Regions from separate parts of the Mus musculus genome. Here regions 2 and 3 are each linked to region 1. A link is a contact called in public HiChIP or PLAC-seq data. All regions are on one chromosome and are shown on one strand. Each heading gives the region's core, a stretch centred on a gene start, on an enhancer-like site or on the middle of the called end of the contact. The rest is flanking DNA. Distances are from core to core; before and after follow the strand shown. Region 1 holds the start of Cd28 (CD28 antigen). Region 2 has its middle 59 kb from the start of Gm38388. Region 3 has its middle 65 kb from the start of Cd28.

Region 1 (3,091 bases), core at 278-2,777:
CAAACAAACCAAAACAAAACAAAAAAACATTCATTGCCTAGAATCAGAGAGTAGAATCGGGTATTATGGTCCACATCTATAATACTAGCATTTAAGAGGTTGTGTCAAGAGGATTACAAGTTTGAGGCCAGCCTGATCTACAGAGCGAGTTCCAGGACAGCCAGGACTACACAAAGAAACCCTGTCTCGAAAAATAAAATATGTATATATGCCTATAAAACATCATATGGTATTTGACTGATACGTTTAATATTTAAGTTTTATATACCAGCTAAAATGTAATAAAAATATTTATATCATATATGGATGCCTTAGAAATTAACAATTGATAACATATCTATTGAAAACTATAAACAAAACAACATGGAAAGTAATGGCTCAAATATTAAGTATTTTTATAATTCGGTAAGAATATAGGTAAACCTTGACTTTATGCTTATATTTTTTTCTAAATTTTTTTACGTATGCAATATAGCTCACTTTTGTATTCAGAATAAAAAATATAAATCATTCTTTTAAATATACACAAAATCACAAATGAGGCTGGTTTCACAAAGCTCAGATTATCAGAAAAGAAAGAAAAAAAATCACCAAGAAAGTTTTGAGAAAGCTAATGTGTATGAGATACATATAACCACAAACTCCGATGATTATAGCTTCTATAAGAGTCAGACTATCAGGGAAGCTGTTGAGTACAGATGCTGACCAGGGGGATCCAGGATGGCTCTAGAAGAGGAATGTGGAGCTGGCCATGCTGGTGGGCTAGCCCTGTCTACAGAAGGCCCAGGAGTTGGGGAGAGGTGTGGAGAGCTGGTTACAAAGGCCCCGGGTGTCTCTGTGGTGAATCTTCCAATGGTCTGCTGTTTGAAATGTTTCTTTGAGGGACATAGGGAACATGAGGTAGCAAGGGTGTTTCGTTTACCTCCTGTTTCCCTAAGAAAATATGGTGTTTTTATGACTTCCTCTTTGCTCTGGAAATTTCTGCAGCTGCTCAGATGCCTGGGTGCTTGCCAAGTGTGTACTTGGAAGCGGTTTTCAAAATTGGTAGAAGTGAGTTATACATACACTCCATAGGATCGCCTTAAGATTATTTCAAACTTCAATCTCATAACGTTTATGCAGAATTTAAACACGTGCATAGAAATCTCTCAGCTTCCCACACAGCCTTGTATTTTGGATTCGTCTGTAAGAGTTTGTCTTCTGAGAGAGGTTTTTCTCTCTTCTTTAGAATGCCTTGTTTGTCTGCTTTTGTTGTTGCTGGGCCCTAAGCGCCCACATTTCACAGCTCCGATGCTCATCAGCATGACTCTCCTGAGCACATTATCTGGTGGTGGCTGACACTCTCTTCAGTACCCCCCCCCCCCGCCTCCCAAAAAAGAAAAAAGAAAAAAAGGACTGGTTGCTAAAAGAAGTAAAAGTCAAGTCATCAAAAACAATGTAATATCCTGTGTGAAAGTCACGAAGCCTTGTGGTTTGAGTCCCTTGATCATGTGCCCTGTAAAGTGGCCCTGGATGGCAGAGAGTCATAGACCTTGGCAGATGTGACTTCAGTTCACACCACACTCTGCCTTGCTCACAGAGGAGGGGCTGCAGCCCTGGCCCTCATCAGAACAATGACACTCAGGCTGCTGTTCTTGGCTCTCAACTTCTTCTCAGTTCAAGTAACAGGTAAGCAATTTTGATACCATTTTTCCCCCTGTTTTCATTTGTGTTCTCATGACCAGCATGGTTTATTTTAAAACTGTAGTGACCTGTGAAACTTGAATGCATTTAGAGTTTTGTGCTAATTTGACAAGCTACTATTTAGAAACTAGCTAATTCTCATAATACAGCAAATAGAACTTTAACACAAGTTCTTTGGGAAGAAGTAACATTTTATTTAACAACTAGTCCCAAGAACTTTTATATTCAGAATTTTATTTATTGTTTTGTTTTGAGATAGGGTTTCTCTGTATAGCCCTGGCTGTCCTGGAACTCACTTTGTAGACCAGGCTGTCCTCGAATTCAGAGATTTAACTGCCTCTGCCTCCTGAGTACAAGGATTAAAGGCATGTGACACCACCGCCCAGTCAGGATTCTACTTTTTACATCCTATAAAACTGTGATAAGTAAGAGAGTAGGTAAATTCTAGAGGTCTTGGATTAGATTGCCTGGGCTCATATCTCAATTCTCCCTAGTGGCGTTTGGAGCAGGATTTACTACCTAAATCTCTGTAAAACGGGACCCTAAATGAGCATCACCTCAATTTCATTGTGAGATAAAATGAAATAGACATTGTGGAGGTCTTAGTTCAGGCTTGAGCAGTAAACATGGTGTTCATGTAAGTAGTATGTCTACCTGAATTCAGCGAGTGCCAAGAAGAATCCTGAAGTAAGCACAAAAGCTGGTATAGACACCAGTAAGTTTCCTTTTACTGTTGGTTGAAATATGTTTATTTAGGTTAAAATCCTTCAAGTTCCCAATAGCAATGGCAAGGAGGCTATATATTTATCAATTAGAAAGTTCTTACCCTAAACAACCTTTGGTTCTCATGAGTAAGAGCTATTTATTGTCATAAACTCCATTCCAAATGAAGAGACCATTGGAAGGAGGCCATCTATTGAAGAGAATGTTCAATAATTTCTCCAGAGGATGCAGGTCTCCAGTATTTGGCAACACATATTTACAGCTAAAGAATCTTTAAAATTTATGTTTAAAGGTTTCTGTATATCATGTTTAAGGGATCTTAACTTTCTTTTAAAGGAATACTTAAGACACCTTAATTTACTAGATAGTAAAGCCTTACCCTTGTTGAAAGTCATGCAACATTAGTGATTTTACACAGAATGCTTTTCTGATGCCCTCTGTGGACAGCCATTTGTTATAAACTCATGTATTTTCTTTGGAAACTTTTTGGGTTGGACTCAAAGCTTTGTATGTTTCACTGTTTAGAATCTTTACAGGGGTTAGCTAAAAGAGAAGTTGGCAAGTTCACATGTGTGCAGGTCGTTAGTTTTATTTACCTTAAGATAGGTTTTGCTTCATAGATACCAATACATTTTCCTACTACGTCTTAGGATTTGATGCCAAGCAGCCATTGAAAAAGTAGGAT
Region 2 (3,091 bases), core at 305-2,804, 88 kb before region 1:
GACGCCCTCTCGGAAGGAAGATGTTCATCTTTGAAGGTTATCAGGGGGCCTGCCCTTTACTTCCATGATGGATAGCTAGAGTAAACACTCATGGTTCCCTTTCAACCTCAGGGGTTATCAGTGCACCACATGGAGGTCTCTTGAGGTCAAGGATTCTGAACTCCCTGTTGCCTCTTCCTCAAATCCCAGTGGCACCAAAGAGGAAGCAAACTGACCGACACAGAGTTTTAAGTCAGTTCTGTGAACAGGGCTGGAAGCTTTTGTTGACCAGAAAGAGAGATTAGCTTGTTGCATTGTATAAATAAATTTAAAAAATTTCTCTCAGTGAGGGTGTCCCCATGGGGAAAGCAGGGTGGTTAGGGCTTACAGTTTTTAGCCAAAATTGCTACTGCTTTTTTAAATCTTCTAGAGTCTTATTTTTGCGAACTCCCACTTAAGACTTCTCCCTAGACTCCTCAATAGGATTATTATTTTAAAATAGCTTCAATGCACATGTGTATTACTGAGCATGCCTGAGACTAAACATTGCGGGAGATCTGTGCTCCCAGCCTTAGCTCAACCTGGCAACCACTGCTGAGCTTCTCAGAAGCTGTGGTCAGGCTGGGTTTTCTGGGTCAGTCTTCCCTCTGGGCGGACCTCAGGCTTCTGGATCCTTTGCCATAGTGAGATATAAACAACTATGCTCCAGTATGCCAGAGCAAAAGTAACGTAGCAGATAATTACCTGCACTTCCTGTGTGTGGCACAGAGCCTGTATGGCAGTGGGTTAGAGACACGCATCTGGCCGGTGATATAAGGGGCGTGGGTCTAACTGGATGAGAAGGTTGGGAAAGCAGACTAGAGCAGAAGGCACTCTGCAAGCTAAATTCAAGGATGGGACTTGCGAATCTTTTTGGAGATATGGAGCCATCGAAGCTTTTGAGCAAGGAGTTGAATGTGTAGGAAGATCTTTTTAGAGAGATTGACTGTAAGGTAGCTCTTAATTGGAAGGGTTTTCAGTTACACATTGATAAAGAAACCCAGAATTAAACTGTCCATAGAGATTTGGGATGGGGAGTTCTGATGAGGAATGGCCAACATTAACCATGTGTTCTCTAGGTGCCAGGCCCAGTGTCAGTGCTTTATATCAATCAATATTTGCAATAACACATCAAGGTGGGTGTTATTAAATACCAACTTCTTTCAGACAAGGAGATTAAGGCACAAGGCGGTAAAGAAACTGCTCAGTTATCCCAGGTTAGGATGTTGCACCAGGAGACCTAGAAACAGGATGGGGACTAGTTCCTTTCCTCATTGCTCTGACAGAATTTCTGACAGAAACAGCTGAAGACAGAAAGGATTTATTCAGGGTCATAGGGAGACAGTTCATATGGCGGAGAAAATCTGGGAGCAGGGCTGCATGGTGGTGACTACACTGTCTCGGCAGTCTGGGAACAGAGAAAACTTTGGTCATAACTGTGGCTGAGTCATAACTTATTAGCCCCACCCCTATAGCTAGACGCTACATTTGCCAGCTGGGCCCCATGTCCAAAAGGTTCTACAATCTCCCTAGGCAGTGCCACTCAACTGTTGAAACAGTCAGACTATAACACAGGAAGGAAGGAAGTACAGTCAGACTATAACACGTAGGAAGTCTGGCTCAGAGCACTGACTTTAGAACTGCCATGGTGGTGATTCTAAGACCAGGCCTGCAACTGTTGCTACCACCTGACCTCACTGTCCACTTTATCTGTACGAAGACTCCTTGTCCACAAGGCATCCTTGCCAGGTGTTGTCTTCATAATCTTGAATGCTTGTCAGTTCCTGCATCTATTCCAAAGGAGTCTTGTGAACAAAGGAAGGCAGACAGACACGCCGTAGAACTATCCCCAGGACTGCTGACTGCATTCCAGCAGAGCAAGGAAAGGAGCCAGGTCTTTCCACCCCGCAGCTTTCCATTAGACACTAATGATGTTTCTCACCTGGCTTTCTCTGCCTTGGTTCAGCGATTTTCAGAGGCATTTACTTACAAAATGGGAGAGCCGGATCTCATTTGATGTCAAATTGCTCTGTATTTTATTGGTATATCAGAGTCATGATTAGATGAAGAGAACTTACTGTAGACTCAAGCTGGCTGCATGTTTTACTTATTTATTTTTCCAAAGCTGTTATGAAAGACTAGCTAACCTTTGGATTCTGTAGGTGATTTTAGGCCAATACAACTGTGTAAGAAGAAAACTGACATGTTTTCTCTTGAGTTTCTTTTTTTGTAACACTTGTTCTTGTAAATTGAAAGCCTGTATCATATCATTGATATGATACAGTATCACACAGAAACTGGCCTAGTTAAATCATGCTTAATTTAATGCAATTTCATATAGGTTGCATGAACAATTCATATTTTTTCCCTCATTACAAAACTTTCTTGTATAGCAATTCAGAGAAGATTCATTTTGGTTAGGACTATAGAGTTACATGTTTGCTTTTCAAAGTGTCTAATATACAAATACTGTAGTGCTCAAGGAATCCTGTTGTAGAAAATCTTGTTGTCTACAGTTAGAGCTACCCTAATATGGACATGAGCTGTCTACAGGCTATTGTGCCATACAATGCAGCAGTTAACATACGTACTTGAGACTGACATTTATGCAGGCCCTCCCTAGGTCCATGTCACTAGATCCATGTGATAAGGTCTGACTGCTTAGGTATGTTCTCTGTGCTGAGTTCTATGGAATAAGTTGTTGACTGCCTCAGTACACTGACCTCTGGCTGTGCCTAGCTACCCTCTGCATCAGCAGATCAACCTATTGATTAACTGTTGAGTCTATTTTAAGTTTAAACTTTGGCCAGGCAGTGATTGAAATGGATTTATTTTTCAAGCAAGCAAGCAAGCAAGCAAGCAAACAGATTATAGAGGCACATAATCTTAGAGGAACTGTCAGGAAATCTCAAAACCATTTTTTTTAAATTCAGAAAATTAAGTAAATGCCATTTTTCATATAAACAGTGGTATCTGAGTAGTTGCACAATAAAATTCTCCAGCTGTTGACATTTAAATATACATTGGTAAATGTCAGTTTTCTAAAAATATTACAAAGATACACAAGGTTCAA
Region 3 (3,091 bases), core at 281-2,780, 65 kb before region 1:
GGGGTTTCTAGGTGAGATGCCCGGGTGGCATGGGAGCACAGGAAAAAAGGATACGCACAGAGCAGAGATGCAGAAGGCTTGGTTTTCAGTGTGTGGTGACAAGTTGTCTCAGTTCAACTTACTTAATGTCTGGGGCTATGATGACATTTAGGGAGCTTTAAACCAGACCATGGCATTTCCCCTGAGATCTGAAGGACAGTTCTGATGGCTGCTCCTTAAGTGAGGCATGCAGCCTGACTTTTGGCTACTTTATGGGTTTTTCTGACCAGCCTTCTCCACCCCAGTCCCTTCTAACCCCCAACGCTAGGTAGGAGAGAGAGAAGGCTAGAGGGGAAAGGGGGTTTCGGTCTTGTTAGACTACTTCCTGCTGATTAGGGGCATCGCGTTCCTTGGGGCAAATTTGATCTTCCTTGTCAGGAAATCTCCAACCAGCACCCAGCACCCAGCAACAGTAGGTGCAGGAGGAGCAGCAGTCACCACAGCCCCTCTCAGGGCTCCAGCATTTTTATATCCTCTCAGGAGTACCTAGAATTTCGAATGTTGTACACTTGCAGAAACCATCTGCAGCTAGCAAAATCACAGTCCTGCTAGAACATGAGGCAGTCATAGTCACCTGCTGAGGAAAATCTGAAGCAACCCCATATCCCACAACTGGGATTAAGGCAAAAACATATTCCCATAACATTTCTGTGTTTTTATAGATACCAAAATTCTCACTACAGAGGAGGATACAGAGGAGAGGACAGAGAAGAAAATCAGACAAAATTGAGATCCCCTTTCAGGAGGAACAAGGCCAGTTTGAAATGTGCAAAATTTAGTGGCAGGAAATTATTTTTACTATCCTTTTGAACATGAGAATTACTTGGCTTGGTTTTAAGAAAGGGTTGTTTAGGCAGTGAGTAAGAAATATTATTTTGCACAGCAGATACTAAGCATATATAGTGACATGCTTAGTATATAAGTATACTTGAAAAGAATTTAGAAAATGCAGAGCTGCAGCATATAATGAATTATTATATGTAATATACATAACACATAATAATAATTTATAAACATGGGATTTAGAGATATGCTATAAAATTTGTTGGTGTCTACTTTGTGTGTATTATTTGGCTAATGTCTGTAGGAGATATAGTAAGAATAAAATACAGTTCCTATACTCTAGAGTTTATAATCAGTATGATTGACAGCATATGGCCAGGCGTGATGGTTGGTGCATGCTTATAATTCCAGAACTTGGGAGTGGACACAAGAGGGTCAGGAATTCAAGGCCATTCTCAAGTGAATGGTAAGTTTGAGGACAGCCTGTGTTAAACCAGATCTGTCTTTTATCTTTAGCCTTTTAAAGCCAACAACAATACTTTTATTAGTGTAGAACGATGGTGTGTATAAGTACAGAATGCAAGCACCTTTAGGACATTATGCAGAATGACTCTATTAGTGACCTTTCTGTGTTCCTGCAGCCTCTGTGCTGGGCCTGCCTAGCGCCTTCCTGTTCTGACTCTGGGCTCACTTCTTTGCTTTGGCTCACAGAACCTTACCAAGTGTGATGCAGGCAGGAGCTCGAAAACCACATGAATTTCCTTAACCTACTGGCATGACTGAATCGTGTTCTCTTTTCATTTCTTTCTTGCTGTGGAACACATTTAGGCTAACTCTATGCAGATGCATGGCAGATGTGTGGAGAAGATCCAAGGCCATCCTAATCCCTGACAGCCAGCTGACCCCCAAACATGTGAGATGCACACACACAAACTCAAGATCAGCAGGAGTGACACCACAAGGACCAGTGTTTTCAAGGCTACTTTGGAAGCATTACACTTGGTTTTTTTGGAGGTCAGGAAGGGAAGAGACAATGTAGTACTGGGCTTGGAACAACGGTGATACCGAGAATGTATAAGAGCACTGTACACATTGCATGAGCTGGGAAAGGAGAGGTAGCTTCAGATGACCTCTAGATTCCCTCCTGAACCAGGAGAGAGGAACAGCTTGATACGAAGCTTGAGTTTGTGATGTATGTAGTTAGAGATCGGTAGCAGTCTCGACCCACAGCTAGCATGTTTAGGGACCTTTCGCTTCCAAAAGAACTTTTTTTTTTCCATTTTTTATTAGGTATTTAGCTCATTTACATTTCCAATGCTATACCAAAAGTCCCCCATACCCACCCACCCCCACTCCCCTACCCACCCACTCCCCCTTTTTGGCCCTGGCGTTCCCCTGTACTGGGGCATACAAAGTTTACGTGTCCAAAAGAACTTCTAAGGAACAAGACTCGGAATGAAAAGCCCACTGGTAGATCAAGGCACAGTGTCTTAGGTGCTAGGAAAGAGGAACCTTCAAGAGGGTCGGTGAGATAAGGGGACACCAGAATTAGATAGAAGGTGAGAAATCTTCTGAGGTGTGTCCAAACTCTAGAAACCTCACCCTGAGATTGGCGGCAGTAGAATAGCTCAGGAAGATCGTGAGAATATGATGAGGATCCTTTGAGATAGGAAGACAGGTTGATGGAATTGAGTAGTAGAAGAGCACTTCCGTAGTCTCACTTCCGAGTCTCGTCCCCGCTCCAGCACCTCCCCTCTCCTCCTCCCCCAGGTACCCAGTCCCATTGTGCACCAGGCTGGACTGGAGGGAGAGCTGCTTAGCTGGGCGGATGGTGAAAACGCAGGTAAAGAACCTGCAAAACTGCCAGCAGCTTCAGAGAACTGGTTTCATTTTTTGGGGAGAACAAAGGCTATTTAAACCTTTGAGGGGCGAGAGTAGGGGCTATTGGTGTGTGTTGTACATCACTGGCCAGGCTGCTGGGGATTCTTCATTTGTATGAAGAGGAATTCCAGGTGCTGCCGTACCTGACCTTATAAGGAGAAGGAAAGTTTAACCTGGCTTCAGGCAATGTGACCTCCTCTGGTGTGGCAAGGGTACCCCAGGACATGCAGGCCCATGGCAGGAAGCCATCCTACTTCTAATCTCAAAATGAGATTTTCTGGGTTTGGACATGCCTCAGGCCCTGTCTTGCTCCAGGCCTGCCCATCTGGTGGTTTGGCTCCCTGGCCCCAAAGAGAACATGGATCCGATGGCTAAGTAGTCTGTATAC

Evidence for each region. HiChIP or PLAC-seq counts read pairs in DNA pulled down with a chosen protein or histone mark.
Region 2: a contact with region 1 is called in an H3K4me3 HiChIP or PLAC-seq map of bone marrow-derived macrophages, with 2.2 times the contacts expected there. The contact joins the enhancer-like site here to the promoter of Cd28 in region 1. A contact is called at or near these places in 1 of 39 promoter capture datasets (macrophages), 1 of 484 Hi-C or Micro-C datasets (CD4 T cells), 4 of 115 datasets of contacts at active chromatin or transcription factors (bone marrow-derived macrophages, double positive thymocytes, embryonic stem cells and 1 more) and 4 of 9 other capture datasets (adipose tissue, embryonic stem cells, liver and 1 more).
Region 3: a contact with region 1 is called in a BATF HiChIP or PLAC-seq map of CD8 T cells, with 27 read pairs. The contact joins the enhancer-like site here to the promoter of Cd28 in region 1. A contact is called at or near these places in 1 of 15 datasets of contacts at CTCF or cohesin (CD8 T cells), 3 of 484 Hi-C or Micro-C datasets (CD8 T cells, the N1E-115 cell line and Th1 cells), 3 of 115 datasets of contacts at active chromatin or transcription factors (CD8 T cells, the SCID.adh cell line and bone marrow-derived macrophages) and 4 of 9 other capture datasets (adipose tissue, embryonic stem cells, liver and 1 more).

The regions. Positions count from the first base shown.
Region 1 is chr1:60,744,861-60,747,951 of GRCm38.p6, forward strand. It overlaps Cd28 (CD28 antigen), which reads left to right and starts at 1,528. Exons shown (of 4, transcript NM_007642.4): 1 at 1,528-1,668. The coding sequence starts at 1,614.
Region 2 is chr1:60,657,082-60,660,172 of GRCm38.p6, forward strand. No RefSeq gene overlaps it. Among named protein-coding and RNA genes, the nearest start is that of Gm38388, 59 kb to the left of the region's middle. Within about 2 kb of position 1,555, at least 25 of the 459 cell types and tissues checked have an H3K27ac peak or open chromatin away from gene starts, as enhancers often do. A contact at or near this core is called in bone marrow-derived macrophages and liver, where this site is marked.
Region 3 is chr1:60,679,836-60,682,926 of GRCm38.p6, forward strand. No RefSeq gene overlaps it. Among named protein-coding and RNA genes, the nearest start is that of Cd28, 65 kb to the right of the region's middle. Within about 2 kb of position 1,531, at least 6 of the 459 cell types and tissues checked have an H3K27ac peak or open chromatin away from gene starts, as enhancers often do. A contact at or near this core is called in CD8 T cells and Th1 cells, where this site is marked.